Linked DNA regions of Hordeum vulgare: region 2 is linked to region 1. A link is a contact called in public Hi-C data. All regions are on one chromosome and are shown on one strand. Each heading gives the region's core, a stretch centred on a gene start, on an enhancer-like site or on the middle of the called end of the contact. The rest is flanking DNA. Distances are from core to core; before and after follow the strand shown.

The links. A called contact is a pair of places that touch in the nucleus more often than the background predicts.
Region 2: a contact with region 1 is called in a Hi-C map of leaf, with 3 times the contacts expected there. The contact joins the promoter of LOC123409162 here to the enhancer-like site in region 1. A contact is called at or near these places in 3 of 6 Hi-C or Micro-C datasets (all in leaf) and 1 of 1 datasets of contacts at active chromatin or transcription factors (embryo).

Annotation. Positions count from the first base shown.
Region 1 is chr7H:191,080,585-191,083,589 of MorexV3_pseudomolecules_assembly, forward strand. No RefSeq gene overlaps it. Among protein-coding and RNA genes, the nearest start is that of LOC123408957, 140 kb to the left of the region's middle. Within about 2 kb of position 1,672, at least 3 of the 3 cell types and tissues checked have open chromatin away from gene starts, as enhancers often do. A contact at or near this core is called in leaf, where this site is marked.
Region 2 is chr7H:191,244,085-191,246,969 of MorexV3_pseudomolecules_assembly, forward strand. It overlaps LOC123409162 (proline-rich receptor-like protein kinase PERK9), which reads left to right and starts at 1,363. Exons shown (of 1, transcript XM_045102131.1): 1 at 1,363-2,443. The coding sequence starts at 1,581. The coding sequence ends at 2,054.

The sequences.
Region 1 (3,005 bases), core at 422-2,921:
TCGTGAGAGGCACGATTTTTTTAAAAAAAATTATAAAAAATGTGGTTTCTATTTGTTTTAAACGAGAGGCACGGTTTGCTTTCGGGAGAGGCACGACCGTGCCTCTAGGAAATGAAAAATCACGCTTTTTCTGTTTTTTTCTTACGAGAGGCACAGTTTTGCTTTCGCGGCCGTGCCTCTTGAAAACGAAAAAACATTTTTTTTCGTGAGAGAGACGGTTTTTCTGTCACGAGAGGCACTCGGAAACGAAAGAAAACTCGGTTTTTTGTTCACGAGAGGCACTCGGAAACAAATGCATTTTTTATTATTATTTTCATGAGAGGCACGATTTTGTCTTCAGAAAACGGAAAAAAACGTCTTTTCTGGTTTTTCCACCCAGTTTATTTTATAAAAAAAATCACCAACACCTATCAATATGTGATTTAGTTTTGAAGATCTCGACGCAAGGAACCCCACGATAAAAATGGTTTGAGATTTGGACGCATTGTTTAAGAGATATCAAAGATGAATTTACGAAAAAAAACTCCTAGATTTCAACAAGTGGTATATATGCAGTGTGCCATTTCTCATAACCTGATAAGATGAAAATGATCTTTAAAAACAATACTTCTTAATTAAAGGTTTCGAAGCCCGTACCATTGTATCTCAATTACGGCGAGTTGGAACGTGCATCCTATTCCCCGCCTATGCGGAGAATATGTAACCACCCTTCCCCCACCCGTGCCCCGTCCTCTGTTTGGCTTGGCCCATTTGAGTTTTCCCACACCAGTTTTCCATACATTTTAGAACCTTTCGTGAATCAGTTTTATCTTTGGTTCTTCTTCTGTTTATAATTCTTTACTTTTTATTTTTTATATATTTTCCTTATTCATATTCACATGTTTTTTCTAAAATTTATATTTTCAAAAAATACTTGAAATCACGTACATTTTTGAAAATCGGTAGCAATTTTTGTATTCGCGAAAACTTTTCGCAACTTCTGATTTTTTTATTAGAAAACAGCGATAAAAATGAAATTCATGACATTTAAAAAAATAGGTAAACATTTTCTGAACTTCCGGAATATTTTTAGATTTCCTAATATTATTTAGAAAATACTGATTTTTTTTGAAATTTTTGAACATTTTTTAACCATGCGAACAGTTTTTATGTCAGTGAATTGTTTTTGAATTACTAAACATTTATTTTGACTTCATAAATATTTTTGGAAGTCCTGAATATGTTTTGCACTAACAAACATGTTTTAAATTCATGTAAATTATTCTAAATGCCCGAACCTTTAAAAATATATAACATTGTTTGAATTTGGAACATTTTGTGAATTCGTAAACATTTACTGAAATTGATGAACATATCTTTAATTCGTAAATATTGTTTTGCAAATTCTCAAACATGTTTTCATATCATGAATATTTTCTCATATCACAAACATTTTTTAACATTTATATTTTCAAAATAGAAAATCGAAATAACACAAAGTTGTCAACATGAAAATACACAAACATTTTTAAGAAATGAAAACTTTTCTAAAAACACAAATAAAAAGCAAACAAAATGTAATAAAAACAAAGACACCGCAATGGGCCAACCCAGTGTGCGGATAGGAGCGTGTTTGCTCGTCCCCCTACAGAGGTTACTGAATAGGGAGAGCAACTAGTCAATGGGGACCCCTCGCCATGAAAAAACCGTTCTCTGCGACGAATTGTCATGCAAACACACAGACCGAGCTACGCCAGCCACTAAATCGGTCGGCCCGTTGCACATTTCACTAATCCTTGTTTTGAAAACTTTCTAGAATGTTACCAACAGGTTAAGGTATATTTTTTTCTTTTACTTTTTCTTTTTTCCTGCTGTTTCTTCTATTGTTTTCTTCAATTTTGTATTTTTATAATTTTTTACTTTTATTTACGATTTTCTTTTTTCTGTATTTTATTAACTATTTCTTTTCTGGATACCTTTTTTGTTTTTTTTCAATTTTTGGAAATAATTTTTGTAAATGCTCAGAATTTCAAATTATATTTCCTTCTGTTCAAAAAATATTCCGAAATTTCAATTTTGTCCATATTTAAAAAATTGTTTAAATTTTAAATTTTTGCTCCCTTCTATTCAAAAAATGTTCGGGGATGTTAAATTTTGGTCAGGTTTTCAAAATCTGTTCAAATAGTCGCAATATGTTCCCTTATATTCAAAAAAAGTTTGGGAAATTCAAATTTTGTTTATATATTTCATAATTTTTTTAAATTACCAAATTTTGTTCCCTTCGATTATAATGTTCAGGAATTTTAAAAAATCATGTTTTGAAGAATTGTCCAAAATTTGTTCACTTATATTCAAAAAATTTGTGGGAATTTCAAATTTTGTTCCCTTACATTAAGAAAATTTTCGGGAATTTCAAATTCTTTTCGTAATTTTAAAAGATATACATGATTTGGGAATTCTTATTTTTTCATAAAATGTTTGGGAATTTTAGTTTTTCTTCTTTTTTTACACAAAGTTCACAATTTTGAAAAAAAAATCATTTTTTCAAAAACAATCAGGACTACCAACTTTTGTTTGCGTTTTAAAAAATGTTCAGAATTTTGAAAAATATTCACCGTTTCCAAAGAAAAATCCGGGTTCTTAAATTATACTTGCGTTTTAAGATAGTGTTCAGAATTTGTAATTTTTTCACTATTTCATAATATGTTCAAATATTCAAAAACTGTTTGGTTCGTATAATTGTTCACTAGTTTCAACAACATTGTATATTTCAAAATTTATTCCCTTTTTACAGAAAATATTCGATACATTTCAAAAAATTGTTGAAATTTTTAAAAAATCATGGTTACAAATTTCTTCCCGTCTCTCAAAAATGTTCTCAAATTTAAAATATGTTTGTGGTTCCAATTTTTTGTTCACAATTTGATAAAAGTTCCATTTTCCCAATTTTGTTCAGAAATTCGAAAACTGTTCGTACTTACCATTTGTTGTTCAGAATTTCTTGAAATGATCCAACTTTTAGAATA
Region 2 (2,885 bases), core at 113-2,612, 160 kb after region 1:
TGCTATGCACCAGGGTCTGCGAGTAGTTCGTGCCACGAAATGTGGAGTAGAACCCTATGTTGTGTCTAGTAGAACCCTATCAGAGCATCTCCAACAGTCCGTATGTTCAATCGTTTGTATAAGTGTTCACATTAACAACCAACAACACAATATACAAGCTCTTCAATTTAGTGTATGTTAATCGTATGTAAAATAACTAAGCGGGTCCACTAAATATTGAAGAAATAATCATGCTTGCCTCGAAGCTTGTGCGTGAACCGTTGCTTCAAATTCATACGATTTTATTATCTCTCTTCTTTTATTATGCGTCATGTCATCAAAATCATTTATGTACTAATTTTACCAACGATGATCATACGATCATTGGAGATGCCCTCAGGGATTGCAGTTGGGATGTTTCCCTTCTGACCTAGGAGTCGAGATGTAAAAAAAGAAAATGTACATGGTTATATGTGTCTCATTTGTATCATAAACAAGTCACGTATACACCGGCCTGGTAAAACTGAAAAGATAGCAACACGTTGCACAAAGAAACACCGATCACCAAGAAGTAGTAATAATAATAATAATAAATGTACATGGTAATATGTGTCTCATTTATATCATAAACAAAGTCACATACACATATTCTATATTCATTTCAAAATGTTTGTCTAAGATTTATCTAGATATGAAGTATCTACCACTAACACGTGACTAGAAATTTTAAGACGAAGGGAGTATATCATAAACCTTCAAATGGCTCATCAAAGGTGTAGCCACTACCACTGAATGAATCAGGTTGGAGCAACACTCCTGACATGCCATTAAATTTTAGATCTGACACTGCAACTCGACTAAAACGTCGACGGAGAAAACCATACCTGCCATCCGCGAATCATAAACCCATCACACGATTCATCGGCTTTCAGATGTCGTCGATGCAAACCATAATCTACATCGGCTTCTAGACTACCTCCCATGCTCCGCGGCGGCGCGGAGCAAACACCGATAACCGATGACCTTGGTGGGAGGGGAGCCGCACGAAGGAAGGCGATGGCTACGTTTAGTCGCTCAAGCCCGAGAGAGAAAAATGACTCTCGTGTTTGCACGATAAGTTACGGAGCACATTTGTTTGATCGCGATTTTAGCGAGATGCTAATTTTTTTCTATTTTGCCTTTACAATTTAAAAAAAAAATCAGTTGCATATGTAAAAAAACAATTCAAAAGTACTCAAATGCCCCCTTTTATTTGGATAAAAAATAAATAAAATAAAGGGTCCTATATCCAAGTGAGAGATCCGGAACACGGAAAGACAACGTCAGATCGGACGGTGGGTAATTAAAACCGATTTAGCTCATATTTCCTCCAGCTTTGGTAGAGTAGAGTAGGAAAAAGGCAAGCCAGCGCCCAAAAGGCCAAGGATTTAATTCAACTTACCCCACCCTAAAGCCGTTTATCTCTTTCTCTCTCCGGGCGACTACAGTATTTAACAGCCTTGGCGCGACCTCCTCTCCTTGATCTCTCCTCCTCCCCAACCCTCTTCTCCCCTCCCGCACCCAACCATCTCGGCCCCCACCCGCAATTCACAGCGCCGGAGATGACCTCTACACCCCCGGGCGACGTCCTGCCGGCGCTGCCGCCGATCAGGACGAGGGCGGCGGCGGCCGATCCTGCGCTTGACAACGCATCGGCCTCGACGACGACGGTGCCGGAATCCGAGCCCCTGCCGGCGCCCGCGGTGGCGGAGGAGGAGGACATGGTGGTGGCGGAGTCCCGGACGCCGGCTGCGGTGGCGGACGAGGGCGAGGAGGAGGAGGAGCCCAGGACGCCGACCTCGGAGGAGAGCAAGCTCCGGCCGCCCACCGATTGCCCCGGCGCGCCGAGGAAGCCCGTGGCTTTGGCCGGTACGAGGCCATCGCCGAAGCGTCCGCTGCGCTACTTCGACGCCCCGCGCGACCTCTCCGCGGTGTTCATGTCCCTGCCGCCCAAGAAGCGGATCCGCGCTCCGCCGTGCCTGGTCGCCTTCCGCCCCAGGTGCGGGGCCGTGTGGGGCCATGGATCGGCACTGTAGCCTCGCGCGGCCGGCCGGCCGTAATTTATGGGCTCCACGCTGCAATTGTTCATTTACCGGCGAATTCTTGGAGTTCTTGCGTTGGGTTCCTCTTCTTTCTTTCTTTCTTTCTTTCTCTCTCTTTTCTTGCGGCGGCTTCTTGGTTTCCACGGCCATGACGATATAGTATAATCTCCAGTGCAAATAACCTGTTGTTTTGCGTTCTTTTTCTTTCTCTGTCATTCTGATTCTTAGCGCGTTTGTGTGAAGGAGAAATTGTAGAATCGAAAAGGTTGCTATTTATATAATTAATATAGGGATGATGATGATTGGGGAAAAAGAACAGGAGTTGTAAGAGAATTCCCTGTTAATTACCGACTACTCGTATTACAGTTAACAGTTCTGAAAAAGTATCTCAAGTGCTACATATGGTGTTCTTTCCGGTTTTCCGTTGAAATATCTTGATTCTTGTGCCTGCCGCAGCTCCAATTTTACACATGTTGCCAGTCTGACAAACGGCAGACTCTTTCGGTGCAGCTAATTAGTTAACTCGTGTGGGCCTGAATTATGAAGAAGAAAGAAAGATTTTTGCTCAAATTAACCGAATTCGGTCAAGTTAATGGCTTTAAGCTGTTCTGTTGATCGAACCACACAACACATTGTGTGGAGAGGAAAAAAATGTTTTTTCTTGTTGGAATTATTGGTGCAGTGTTGAGCAGACGAAAATTGGTCAGGTGGAGGGGGATGGGCTTGGATGTACTTTTGGTTCTTCTGTCCCAGCACAGCACCGGTGCGAGTGCAGAAGAAGATTTGCAGCAGAGCAGAGAATCTTCTATTCATGAGAACAACATG